Regions from separate parts of the Arachis hypogaea genome. Here region 1 is linked to region 2. Evidence: chromatin contacts called from public Hi-C data. All regions are on one chromosome and are shown on one strand. The core of a region is the stretch at or near the end of the contact, and the rest is flanking DNA. Distances in the headings are between cores, read along the strand shown. Region 1 holds the start of LOC112772869. Region 2 has its middle 7.2 kb from the start of LOC140183062.

Region 1 (6,888 bases), core at 3,509-6,008, 45 kb after region 2:
TCCAAAGCTCTACGAGCCCTTAGAGAACTTGCTGTTGCAAAATCCAAGTTAAAGGAAATCAGAGCTCAATTCAATAACTTTTCCTACCGTCGTCACTTGTCACGTGATGCAGAGGAACGCCAGAGGTTTTCAGAGAAAATCATTGTCTTGCTCCTCACAGTCGATGCCATTGAGGTAGATCTGCAATTTCTGAATATCTCTGTCTTTTGTCTATGGAATAGATCTTTCTTTCTCACAGTTTATAACCTCTAAACATCAGACTATTGATAATGTGGTTGACTGTAGTAAATCCTAGGGCATTTTTAGTTGTCTCTAACACCACGTGCTGTTGAAAACTATTAGAAATTGTGTAGCGTATGGACTTTAGACAAGTTTGAAGATTCAATCATAGCTTAGAAGATTTCATCTTCTAAAATCTAAACCATGTTTTGCAGTAGTTGTACAATCATTCTGGCTTCTGCTTGCTTTCCAGTTCCCATCTACATATCTCTGTATCTGTTCAAGAATTAGGCAGTGAAGATCAGTTTATTTCAAATATGGTGACGTTAATCATAATAAAGCATTAAATTTTAAGAGGACTTATATATTGTTACTGCATAGGTAAGTCATGGTGTCCTAGACTCCTAGCCATAAAAAGAACGGAATTTTGCACCTGCCTAAGATTCTGACTGCATCACGATCATGAGTGTGTTAAAAGGAGCATCACCATTCATCTGTTTTCCTTATGATTTTTCTCATTACTTGTATTTTAGGGAGTTGATCGGATGGTGCGATATGCAAAGAGGTCGATCGTGGATGAGCTGGAAGCAATGCTTGATGTGGTAGATCCCCAGCCTGGTGGAAGATCACGCTCCTTTAGGAGGACATTTGATATGCCTGATGGAGTGATCCGGAAGGAAATTGAGGAAGGTGTTCGACAGGTCGTGCAAATGCTCGACGATGCAGAGAATAGCAGCAGCACCTTTGAAGCATGCCTGTGACAGTGAGAACAAGGAAACAGTATTTGTGTTTATGCCACGCGTTTATGTCTGATGGTGTCGTTTGTTGCTAGTTATTTTAGCCTTCCAAGACCAAAAGTTGAGCTTTCATCCAATGTTTTCTTTTTTTCTGTCTTGCTTGAACTTCCAGCACTCTAATTTTAATTTGCATCCATCTTCTTGTTTACATAGGCCTCCCTGAAATCTGGTGCGTCTGGTTTCTCTGCTAAATGCTAATCCGACAAGTTTACTTTGCGTGAATTCCCCCCACCCCAAAAAACAACAAATATAAAGCGTCGACATAAAAGTGGAACTAAACACTACGGGAGAGAAAAATCACGTTTAGACTGTCTTAGTAGTTTGTGACATATAAGACAAAATACATGTAATTTCCATTTACACACATGCCCCTTTCTTCTCTTGTACCTGTGCCCTGTGTTGTCATCGGGGTTGCTCTACTCCTACTCCAACAGTGACCACCCTCCACCGCCTTTCCACCCTTCTAAGCTTTCATTCCAACCCCATTTCTCCATTTCTCTCTCCATCATTATCAACTGACTTCACACAACAGAACAAAACAACGTACCCAACCCATTACAGTGTTTCCTGGGTTCCGATTCTTACTAATGAAATCAAATGGTGAATCAAACGGTAAAGATCCAGCACCTGATTTGTCCACAACTGGGTTCTCTCAGTCTCCTGTTGGAGTTTGGTTCTCATTTGTCAACCATTCTCCTTAGCCTTTGTTGACTCATTTTTCTTTATTTTCAATTGGAAGGTTTAACGCTGCATGAACTGAATTTGGGGAATTGGTGGCAGGGGTCTAGGAATACAGTCAACAGTTACAATTGGTTGCAAGGGTTTAGTCAGCGAAATGTGAGCAACTAAAATCTTTACATGTATTTCCATCCGTAACGAACCCCACACTATAAAACCCCCTCCTTTCATCTCATGTGGTGCATTCATCTCACCAAATATCTCCCTCTCCATATCTACCACTAAATTTCTGTAGGGGTCTTTGTGCTTCACAGTTTTTATCATTTTAATCTTTTAAATTCAAAATTTATTGCACTAATTCTCGACATCTAGTTTTTGGACACTATATTGGTCTCTAAACTCATTCAGGTATTGAATAAGTGGACATAGTGTTGAGTTGGCTCTAATTCATCATGTTGGACACATAGCTAAATGACGTTATTTTATTTTGGTGGTTAAACAGGTAAAATAAGGGTGTTTTGGAAAATGATAAAAGATAAAATAGTTTGTATATCATATAAATTCTTTTTCATTTTTTCAGTTTTCCTTATTTAAGCGTTAGAATGAAGATATACAAATTCTTTTTCATTTTTTCAGTTTTCCTTATTTAAGCGTTAGAATGAAACGACACCATTTATCCCTGTGTCAAGTGTGGCAAATCAGAGTATACTCAACACTCCGTTTGTCAAATCAGCGTCCAGGAACCAATATGTTATCGGAAATAAATATTGAAGATCAATATAAGGAATTTTGGATGTAAGGGACTAAAATGATTAAAATTGTGAATCTGGATGACCACTTGAGAGATTTAGTCCTATATCTACTCTTATTTTTCATTTTTTTTTGTTATGATAACTAAAACAATTGTTTTTGGATAGACAATAACTTTTGTAAACAATGTGAATAATGAGCTCTATAATTGACCTAATAAAGTAAAAAAATACTAGTTAAACAAAATAGCCACTTTTGTACCACTTAGGGTTTTTCTCTGAAATTCTTGTCTGTCTACAAACGCCGACTATATGCGAGGCGGCTTCGTTAGGGGGGCTGCGGCATGACCTCATAATCCAAAAGAGGAAAATAGGCAGCAGGGAGACCTAAATCCCAGAGAAGTAAAAAAAGGAAGGAGGTCGAAAGTAGAGGGTGCCATTGCAGGGGCAAGGAAGCTGGTACCAAGAGTAGAAGAATGGATGGAGGACGGCTCAGAGGCTGAACGACAGCTAGATGGAGATCAACCAGACACAAACATGGAAAGAGATCAAGACAAGATTTCTGGAGGATCTACATATCAGAAGACCTTTGCAGAAACTGTGAAAATAGGGACTAGGACTGCCATAGTCACTCAAGAGAAGGAAACAAATGAGGATATAGAAACTGCGAAAGAAGACAGTGATGCAGAAAATGCGGACGACATCACTCTAAAGAGGATGCCAGATGGACTTTACAATCTCATCATAGGAGAGCGTGTGAAAAGAGAGCTTTGTAACGAATGGTGGGAGACACTCATAGTGAAGCTCATAGGAAGGAGGATCACTCTGGCGGTCATGAAAAGGAGACTTGAAACAATGTGGGCTAAAAGAGGAAGCTTAGAAGTCATTGACTTGGGAAATGAATATTTTTTGGTGAAATTCTTCAATGGAGAAGATCTGGACTATGCACTCACAGAGGGGCCGTGGAAGATTTTCGACCACTACTTGACGGTAAGGCTTTGGAAGCCAGAGTTTGATCCCATGAAGGCATCCATTGATAATATCGCTGCTTGGGTACGGCTCCCGGGACTTCCCATTGAATATTACAATCGCACTATCTTGGAGAAGATAGGAAACATCATTGGTCGCACTCTGAAAGTAGACTCAAACACTGCGGAGGTCTCAAGGGAAAAGTTTGCAAGAATTTGTGTGGAAGTAGATTTAGAAAAGCCCCTGACCACGAACTATATGATTAATGGAGTGAAATATGCCGTGGAATATGAAGGAGTGCACTTAGTGTGTTTTGCATGCGGAAGAGTAGGACATGATAAGGGAGTCTGCCCAGAATCAAAAACGAAAAAAGATGGGACAGAGAATGGCGGTGGACCAGCAGGTGCTGAGGAAGAAGGGGAGGGCACTTTGGGGAATATAGTAAAAAACAAGGGTAAAGGAGTCATTCTAGAGGAAGAAGGACAATATGGTCCATGGATGCTTGTGCAAAGACAAACACGTGGCCGAAAATCTGTTAAAATTGGAGAGAATGGGAGTAGTGGTAGTGGTGCGCCAGGACAGGGAGTGGGTGCTGGAAGAGCAGGGAACATTTCACGCTTTGCAGTGTTGCAGTCCGAGGAAATAGATCCCAAGGACGATGGTAATCAGGAGGGTCCACACAATCACACAGAAACAGAGAAAAGCTTAATGGAGGTCACTCACAGGAAAAAGGATAGACTACAAGTCTGTAATAACAACAATGACCCACATAAGACACTTATCCAGCCACTAAAAAAAGCCCAACAAGAACCAAGCTCTTCACAACCTTTGCTTAAAGCCCAAAACCTGCCAGGAAAAGAGTTGTCAAAATCTTTGAACCAAACACAATCTTAACCTTCGAACTATAATAGGAACCTTATTCCGACCCAGCACACCCCATCCACGACCCTTTTAGAGCCTAACCCAGAGCCAACTAATCCTAACCACCCTATGGAACTCAACTCAAACAGGCAAACTGTTGACTATCACCAAGAAAATTGGGCGAATGTATGCCCCTCATCGCAAAACAATGATTCGTAAATGATACTAGCTACCATGGCTGGTAAGGAGGAAGAGAAACCCCCTGACCCTAGAAGGTTGGACTTTGGTTCCGGTAAATCCAGTTAGCTAGTGGAGGCAGTGTTGCAATGTGAGGAAGCCATGGACTTGAAAGGAATGCAGGTAGAGAATGACACTCCACCTCAAGTGGAGGATATGCAGATTGTGTAATGGGCCTCATGGCCTGTAATAATTGGGACCAAAGCCCAATCTTGTCGAGTTGATTCTTTTCTTTAGTGGTCGAAACCATGATTGTGTTTGCATGGAATGTGCGTGGAATTGCTAATAGAGCAACTGTTCGAGCTCTTAAGGAATATAGGAGAATGTATAGACCAGACTGCTTCTTCTTGTTTGAAACCCGATGTAGTGGAGAAAAGGCAAGGGAGGTTATCCGAGAGTTGGGGTTCCAATTTGCTGTGGTGGAAGATGCGGCGGGGTTTAGCGGAGGTATATGGGTTCTTTGGGAAGATGCCAATCTGGATATAAGATTAAGGGAATCCCATCATCAGTATATCCACCTGAGTGTTGATAGAGTAGAGTGGGGGAGCTGTCTATTGACCGCCATATATGCAAGTCCTCAAGAGAGGCACAGAGCTACTTTGTGGAAGAAACTTCAGGTAATTGCTGACTCAATTTCTATTCCTTAGTTACTATTAGGGGATTTTAACGTCATAGCTGATATTGAGGAAAAGAAGGGAGGAGGAAGAGATAACCCAAGTGCCTGTAGAAGATTTCGATCTTGCATTAGTAGGTGTAAACTGATTGATCTGGGATGGATTTGAGCCAAATATACCTAGAAAGGAGGGGAGCGTGAGGGGCAGAACAAGGTGTTCAAGAGACTGGATAGGGGTCTTGCTAATATTGAATGGAGAACAACCTTTCCTGATGGCCGCATCGAAGTTTTGCCTAGAGTGAGGTCTGATCACCACCCCTTGTTAGCAAGATTTGTACCATCTAGAGTAGATGTTGGTGAGAAACCTTTCAGATATGAAACTATGTGGGAAACTCACCCAAATTTTAACCATTATGTAAAGGAAGCCTGGCCAAAAGAGCAACAACTCCCTGAGGCGCTTAGCACCCTCACCCACCTCTTAAAGGAGTGGAATAAGAGTGTGTTTTGTGACGTTAATAGGAGAAAAAGGAGGGTAATGAGAAGACTTGAAGGCATTCAACAAGCTAGGGAGTATGGACGTATTCCGTTTTTCGATAAATTGGAAAAAGAGCTTACGGAAGAGCTAGAACTAATTCTTGAACAAGAAGAAGTGATGTGGCAGCAAAGATCTAGACAAAAGTGGATAACTGATCGGGATAGGAACACACGGTTTTACCATTTGAAGACCGTTCAAAGAAGGAGGAAGAATAGGATATGTAAATTGAAAGGAGAGGATGGAAGATGGTGCGAAGATATGGAGGATCTGAAGCATAAGGCCATCTCGTATTTCAAAAGAATTTACAACAAAGATTGGATGGAGGAGCCGATTAAAATCACAGGTGGAACTTACCCTCCGATCCATGAGGATGATGTAAGAAGGTTGAGTGCACCCCTTTCAAATGAAGAAATAAAGGCAGCTCTTTTCAACATTGGATCTTTGAAAGCCCCGGGAGAGGACGGTTATCCAGCACACTTCTTTAAAGAACAGTGGAAAGTGATAAGAGAGTCCTTTATGGAATTCATACAAAAGTTGTGGCAGGATCCTAGCTCTGTCAAACTTGTTAATCAAACACTAATAGTTCTCATCCCAAAGATTCAGCAACCAGAATATTTGAAACAATTTCGGCCTATAGCACTATGTAATGTGGTGTATAAGTGCTTATCAAAGATAGTAGTCAATCGAATAAAACCAACATTGGTCAATAGAATAGCACCATTTCAGTCCAGTTTTGTTCAAGGGAGACTCATTCAGGACAATATAATTATTGCTAAGGAAATGGTCCATGATATGAAGAAGATGAGAGGAAAGAAGAAGTTCATGGCGATAAAGGTGGACTTCGAAAAAGCATACGATCGGCTGAGATGGGACTTCATTTTAGATTGCCTCCATGAATTTGGGATACCTCAACAACTTATAGACATCATTATGTGCAGTGTGACCTCTGTTTCTTTTAAAATTCTTTGGAATGGCTGCAAGACGGAATCCTTTGAGCCTTGTCGTGGTTTACGACAAGGAGATCCAATATCGCCATATTTGTTTGTTATTGCAATGGATAAATTATCCCAAGCGATAGAAGAGAGGGTACAATTGGGGGTCTGGAAACCCATGGTGGCTGGGCGCAATGGACCTTCAATTTCACACTTACTCTTTGCAGATGATTTGCTGCTCTTTGTGGAAGCTTCTGTTGAACAGATTAGAATAGTAAAACAAGTTCTTGAGTTGTTT
Region 2 (7,160 bases), core at 4,423-6,922:
TCATCCATGTATTACTGCCACGCTGGAGGCCGAACGGCTCAGCGCTAGTCGTTCCTAGTTTTTCGCGGCTCTTTCAAGTCGTTTTTGTTTTTTTGTTGCTTGCCGCCTCATTTTTTCCCACGCTGAACTGCCTCTTATTTCGCCTATGTTCTACTTCCCTTTGACTGTTGGTTTCGCCGTTTCAATCTTCTTTTCTGGTTCACTGAGTTGCCTTGATTCTTCTTCCTTTATTGCTGCTCCTCCTCCATGATAGGAGGTTTTGGCTTGCGAAGGTCCTCCTTGGCTAATGGTACACCATCTTTTTTGCTTCTACCTAAGCTTTGTAGTTTGACCGGAGTTTTTCACTTTTTCTTCTACTTGAATCTCTTTTCTCCAAATGTCATTTTGTGTGTCTCAACCATTTACTAGAGTGTCTCTAGCGTGATAATCCATGTAGGGGTGAGTACGGGTCGGGTTGGTTCGGATTTAGGATGAAATTAGAACCGAATCAATTGAATTGTAATTGATTCGGTTTGCTTCGGATTTATGTATTTTTGTGTATGTACCCAAACTAAACCAAATCAATTAAAAAACGGATTAGTTCGGTTCGGATAATTAGGTATCCAATGAAACGAAAATTCATAAAAAAATGAATTTTTTATCTTAAAAATTCTGTAAGTCCAATAAACATGTAAAATCAATAGAAATAATCCAATCATGTTAAACACCAAATATATTAAAAAGTAAAAACTAAACTCATTAAAATCCAAATATATTAAACACTAAAGACATTAAAATCCAAACATATTAAACACCAAATACATTAAAAGCTAAATATAAAGTGCAATAGAGAGAAACTCAAAACTAAGGGTGGCAAAACGGGTTGAACCTATCGGGTCGATCCGCTAAACTCGTTAAAAAATGCGGGTCGGGATAGGATTTGAAGCCTGCCAAGTTAAGAAAATTTGCCAAACCCGCACCGCCAAATTGGCGGATTTTGGTGGGGCGGGGCAGGGATGGTCGGTCTGTCAAGCTGAAAATTTTTATTTATTTATTTTTATTAAATAAAAGAGTGATTACTATTATAAAATTAATAATTATAGAATTTTCAAACACTTATTTTTATTTTTATTTTTATTCTTCTTTTAGTTATTAACTTTGTTTATTTTATTTTATAATTTGGTATATTTGCTTAAATTATGTGACTTATTTTTTAAAATAAAGATGGTTCTATTGACAAATATTATTTTGAACAATTTTATTGAAGTTAAAAATTAAAAAAATATAGTGAAAAAATTATATTATAATTTAACTATTTTTTAATTGTATTTAATTTTTTAATTATTATTTTTTAGTTAATTTTAATGATTTTTTTAAAAAATAGTCAAGCAGGCTAGCCCGCCAATCCGTCATAAAAGCGGGGCGGGTTAGCATTCTGAACCCATTTTAGTTGGTAGAACGGGTCGGCCCGCTTTGCTATCCCTACTCAAAATCGTCAAATTTTTATTTTTTTTATTTAATTAATATATAGTTGGATCCACGGATTAATTTGGATTCCGCTCCTCCAGAACCGCTATCTGGACCAATTACTAGAGAGAGCCATTAGTTTGATTTGGTTTGGATTCGAACGGATAATCGAGTACCCATTATCCGTGCTTACCCCTAAATTTACGACGGAATCAATTATCATAAAATCAAGACCTTTACAAGTTCAACAATTTCATCATTTTAAATATTAATTTCATATATATATTATAAAAAAATAAAAGTCACATATATAATTACTCAAATGATACTAAATATATAAATTAATAAATTTTTGTATTTCGAATTAAATTAAATTGATAAATAATTTTTTTTATTTAAATAAAAAAATCTCTATTTTAATTAACATGCATTATAATGCAAGTAGATAAAAAAATTATTTTTTAGTGGTTAAAGAAATTATGTGATATTTATATGGTAATTAAAATGAGTCCAATAGCTCAGCTCCTTCCCACTTTAGCTACCTATCCAATCGACTACTACTTCTAGATGTTTTTGTCTTTTCATTTATGTTTCAAGGCTTTTTTTGTAACTCTGATACTCGCTACAAGACAAATTATAAACCTGCTACTTAAATAGCAATGTGCCAGTAAAATTGCTTGACACGTGAAAGTCTTCCAATAAAATAAACTTCCAATATATCCATTTTTTATATTATTTAATATTTTCATTATGTATTTGTACTTTTCCATTAGCATAAATGTTGCTCTTTTATGAAATGTTGTAACTTCTTGTTAATTAGCATAAGATTGGGCCTTCCTTGTTTTTAGTATTCAGGTTTGATGGGTCCAATTACAAATGCCACCTACCTCCTTTCTAATCCCACAGTTTCCATTTCTCAAGAGTTAGTAACTGCAACCTCAAAACACCCATTATTTTCAACTGCACACATCAGAGAAAAAAGAGAGAAAGGATGACAAAGAAAAGCTCAGTGCTGCATTCAAAACTCCAGGAACTCTCATCCATACTGGATGATCTGTTGCTGCATGCCCCTGATCAGACACAGTCCCATGAATCTCTCTCCAAAGACATAAAGAACAAGATTGCTTTCATTCGGAAATTGTTATCTGCTGAAGTTGCTTCCAATTCTCAATCACCATTGTCATCAAGTCCCCACCATCTGCACCACATTTCCGAGAGACTTGCCTCCTTGGAGAAAGCCTTTCATGCATGGAACACTCATCAGACACTGTCCCCTGAAGACATCAACATCGACAATGATTCTACCTGCTCTTGCTCCAATGATGAAGACGGAGAAGAAGAAGAAGAAGAGGTTTTTCATGATGATGTTGGCGACACTGACAAGGATATGGTGGAATTTCATGATGAGAGGGAGACAACAAAGGTTGGATTTGATAGGATCGCATCTTTTGCTAATTATGAAGATGCTAAGGAATTTTTTGAAGGTTCTTCTAGATTAAGGGTTGAGAGAAAAGAATTGGGAAGTAAGGAAGAAACAAGAAGAGGAGGCAATAGTGCATGTTATGCAAAAGCTTGTGGGTTTATGTTAGGGATGTTCTTGATGGGATTCATCATTCTTATTTTCTGTGGCTGTTTTGATCCTTCTGTGGAGCAACATAGTTTTGCAGCACTTCCAACTTAGCCAACTTCAATGGTATTCACATGAATTCTGTTGCATACAACTTACTTTTAGGATCTACTAGACTAGTCTTCTAATCAATGGTTTTGTAATTTGGATTATCTTTTAAACTTTGCAAGCATGGAACATGTCACAGAACTCAGAAGCACAACTGGCATCAGCTTAGTAAACTTATTAAATTGAAGCAACTAATCAACTAAATAGCCCTTGGATTGTGACTAAAATTTAAACTTAACTGTATTAACATCATGTTAAAGTCATTTTGAAATTCTTTTATGCTGCATTGCAATTTATATTATAGTTATTTCATTTTGATGCCTATTTTTGATGTAACGTGCTGCATTTTTTGTTTAATCATAGTGTTACGATGTTGTTTCTACCCTGGACTAAAAGGGTGTTAGCTATAAATTATTAAAGTTTATTTGTTTTTTCAATTTGACTCTGTTAAAAGTAGAAAGGAGCAATAGTTAATTTATTTGGGTTGAGAATTTTTCTACACGATCAAAATATCTTTTGATAGCTTTTTTTTTTTCTCCCACCATAATTTTTGTTGTGCCTGAGATTTATAAATAGAAAATAGGTAGTTTCTATTATGCTTAAGATCATGGTATTTATGATAATTTATAATTGAGTTATAATTTAAAAGTGTTGTTAACATTTTATAACTCAGAAATAATAAAATAAATATATACTTTTTTCTATTTCCTTCAAGGAGATGCAAGAAATGAAAAACATTATACTTACTCAAGTTTTCAGGTCATGAAAAATTATATAATTCTACCTACTTTAACATGGATGTGCCATGTTTGTATGCAGGGGTGACAAAACTCCCCTGGAATCCGCACTGCTATTGCCCCCTATTGGAAATTTGAAACGGAGAATATTTCTATGGAAAAATTAGTGTATGAAAAGAATAAATAGTATATGAAAGGAATAAATATAAGAAAGATAAATTTTTGGCACTATGAATTTGTTTAGAATGTTGGGAATTAGAAATTATTTAAGAGTTGAAGTTTTTTTTTTATTTATTTTGAAACAACTAAAAATACATTATTTGGATTCCTTTAAAAAGTCCAATTCTCATTTTTTCTTTATTTATAAGTCGGATAAAAAATAGTCTAATTTGCAAATTAACTCTCGCATTCTTTAAATTTAAATTCTATTCTTCTAATATATTATAGTCATTTTAAATTGTGGAATTAAATTTCAAATAAAAATATTTTTTTTAAAAAAATAAATTTTTTTCTCATATTAAATAGATGTTTTATTTATTTTTTTTAAATAATGAAATCAACAAAAACAATAATGAAATACCACAAAAAAGACAAAGATAACAAGAACATAAATAAAGACACTAGAGACATTGAACTCTTTTTTTTTGTTTGACACAAAAAAAAACAAATATAGATTAATAAAGATTAATCTAATACCTGAAATTTGATACAAAATGATAAGGAACAAGAGAGTAAACAAGAAAATAAGAATTCAAATAGAATAAAAAGATACATTGAAATTAAAATAAAAAAATAGATTGAAATTAAATACAAAGAGAATCACCTACTTTCTATCTGATTTTCTCAACCTAACTTGTTTACGCCATAGTTTGAAAATTGAATCGAAGGAACTACTCAAACTTCTATCCATTCCCTAATGTAACAAGAGAGAGACTCATTCAACCTCACTTGTCCACAACATGGTTTCATCACGAAATCAAAATGAGGGTTTTTACACCTCTAATTGTCTAATATTTGAATGACAACTACAATAATTTATAAAATATTTTTTGTGTGTGTAAAAATGGAGCCTGAGCCCAAAAGAATATTACACAACTGAGATTATCCGGGACATTGAAATCCTTTTTACATCATCATTAAGCTTACGAATCAGTTCATCTGAACAAACATCAATAAATCTAAAGTCAGGTTGACAATGAGTGCTTCTCTTAGCTAACCATTCGACGTATTGATTAGCTTCTCTATATATTTTCCTGAAAGTTAGCTGTCAAGGCCTATTCTTGTATTCCAAAACTTTTATAAGGATCGCTCCCTGCTGTTGTTCTTCATAATCCTTGCTGATGCAATCATATATTTCTTGAGAGTCCATTTCAACAATGATTCTTCGAACCCCAGCTCCCATACAAGCTTTAGCCCATAGAACACACTCCATAATTCTGCGAGACTTGCTTGGCATGATCCAAGATTATTGCTAAAACCCGCCAACCATTCCCCTTGGTGCGTTCGGATAATCCCTCCACAGTCAGCCTTCTCTTCATTTTCTATGGCTGATCCATCAACATTCAATTTAACCCATCCTCTGTCAGGTGGTTTCCAACCAACATTAACTTGTATGTCTTGTCATGTGTGCTCAACAAATTTATTCTTTATGAAAGCTCTCCTACAGTTTGATGCATACTCTTTAATAATTTGTGTTACTATCATAGGTCGTGTATTCGGAGCTTCAAACACTTCTTTATTCATTACCACATCCACCAACAAGTTGATATAAATATATCTAACCACGGGATAGTAGTAGATGTCCCGATGTCATTATGGATATTGAAGTCAAGCCATACTTCAAAAGGGGTAGTGAAAAATAGTGATCTCAAAGTAGGGGTCATAAATTGGTTCCAAATAGGTGAAGCTTTTGGATAATCTCTCATGACATGAAGAGTGGTCTCCTCCACAATTGGGCAAGCGTGACAGCAGCTAGAAGCGCCCAAAATTCTTCCACTCCTTGCAGCAGTGAACAGCCTATTTCGACTCATAAGCCACATAAAAATTCGCATTCTTTCTGGTCCTCTCCATTTTCAGACAGTGCTCCATAGTTTAGAGGGTTGCTTTGTTGTTGTGTGAGGGTCTTTTATAGCCAGTAGCTATAGTGAAAGTACCACTTGTTGTTAAGCTCCATCCCAAAAAATCCTCTCCTCCATTCTCATTAGGCGGTAGTATAGCTCTTATTTTTTTAACTATACTTCCTGGAAGTATGTTGTTCAAAAGGTGTAAATCCCAATCTCCATTATTATCTACAAAATCAGCAACTTTAGTCATATTCATAACATTAGGAGGGGTATCTTCCACCATAGTTCTCAGCTGTAGGGTTCTTTTTATCCATCTATCATTCCAAAAATTAACACTTCCTCAATTTTCAATGTTCCATATCAAAAGGTTTTGCATAACCGGCCAAATTCTAGATAACTCCTTCCATAGTAGAGAATCTGAGGCTTTGGCTATTAATCCTTGACTGCAGCACCGATGCTTTGCATACTTTTGAATAAGCACCTGTCCATAGAGTATTAGGATCCCATATGAGCTTCCAAACTAGTTTGATGAGAAAAACATCATTCATTATTTGAAGCTTCTTGAACCCTATTCCTCCTTGCTTCTTGTTGTGATAGAGAATCTCCGAGCTTACATGATGCTTTTTTTTTTCGTTTTGAGTTTTCCCCCAAACAAACTTTCTTTGGATTTTCTCTATTTCACGCATACACCTTTTGAAATTCTGGTGTGTTGCATATCATAATTGGCCATTGGTCCAAGGACAAATTTGGCTAAGATAATGTGCTCCGCTAGTAACAAACATTGGATTTTCTACCTCTTTAGCTTACTTTGAACTCTTTTAAGTACATTCTAAGAATTCTCTCCAAATACACCTGATATAAATGGATTCACATTATACAATCAGCAAGGAAAGCCACAAATGATGGATATTTAACTTTGAACACCGCTCATCCTAATCAAAGTACGCAAACATTAATATAATAACATTTGATATTGTGAACAGAACTTTCACAATTGTACAGTCATTAATGAATAATGATTGAATCAAATACCTTGTACAATGTTGCAAGAAAATGTTAACATTGCGGTCCTGCAGCTGCCAATAATGTGCATGTAAGAGCAACAGATAAAGCTTGCTCAAGGGCTTCCTCATTGATCTTCCTACAATAAAGAATACACCAAGTGCATACGTAGAAAGACACAAGGATATCAATAAATTCAGACAAAAAAGACTGAATGCAACATACATACTCATCTCC

The links. A called contact is a pair of places that touch in the nucleus more often than the background predicts.
Region 1: a Hi-C map of leaf shows a contact between it and region 2, with 2.6 times the contacts expected there. The contact joins the promoter of LOC112772869 here to the enhancer-like site in region 2. A contact is called at or near these places in 6 of 8 Hi-C or Micro-C datasets (all in leaf).

The regions. Positions count from the first base shown.
Region 1 is chr3:10,805,461-10,812,348 of arahy.Tifrunner.gnm2.J5K5, forward strand. LOC112772869 reads left to right here and starts at 4,759. Exons shown (of 3, transcript XM_025817875.1): 1 at 4,759-5,127; 2 at 5,308-6,888. The coding sequence starts at 4,759. It overlaps LOC112789460 (BAG family molecular chaperone regulator 7), which reads left to right. Exons shown (of 4, transcript XM_025831364.3): 3 at 1-174; 4 at 753-1,164. The coding sequence ends at 980. LOC140183715 (a long non-coding RNA gene) reads left to right here and starts at 1,251. Exons shown (of 2, transcript XR_011879531.1): 1 at 1,251-1,628; 2 at 1,756-1,929.
Region 2 is chr3:10,759,154-10,766,313 of arahy.Tifrunner.gnm2.J5K5, forward strand. No RefSeq gene overlaps it. Among protein-coding and RNA genes, the nearest start is that of LOC140183062, 7.2 kb to the left of the region's middle. Within about 2 kb of position 5,673, at least 1 of the 3 cell types and tissues checked has open chromatin away from gene starts, as enhancers often do.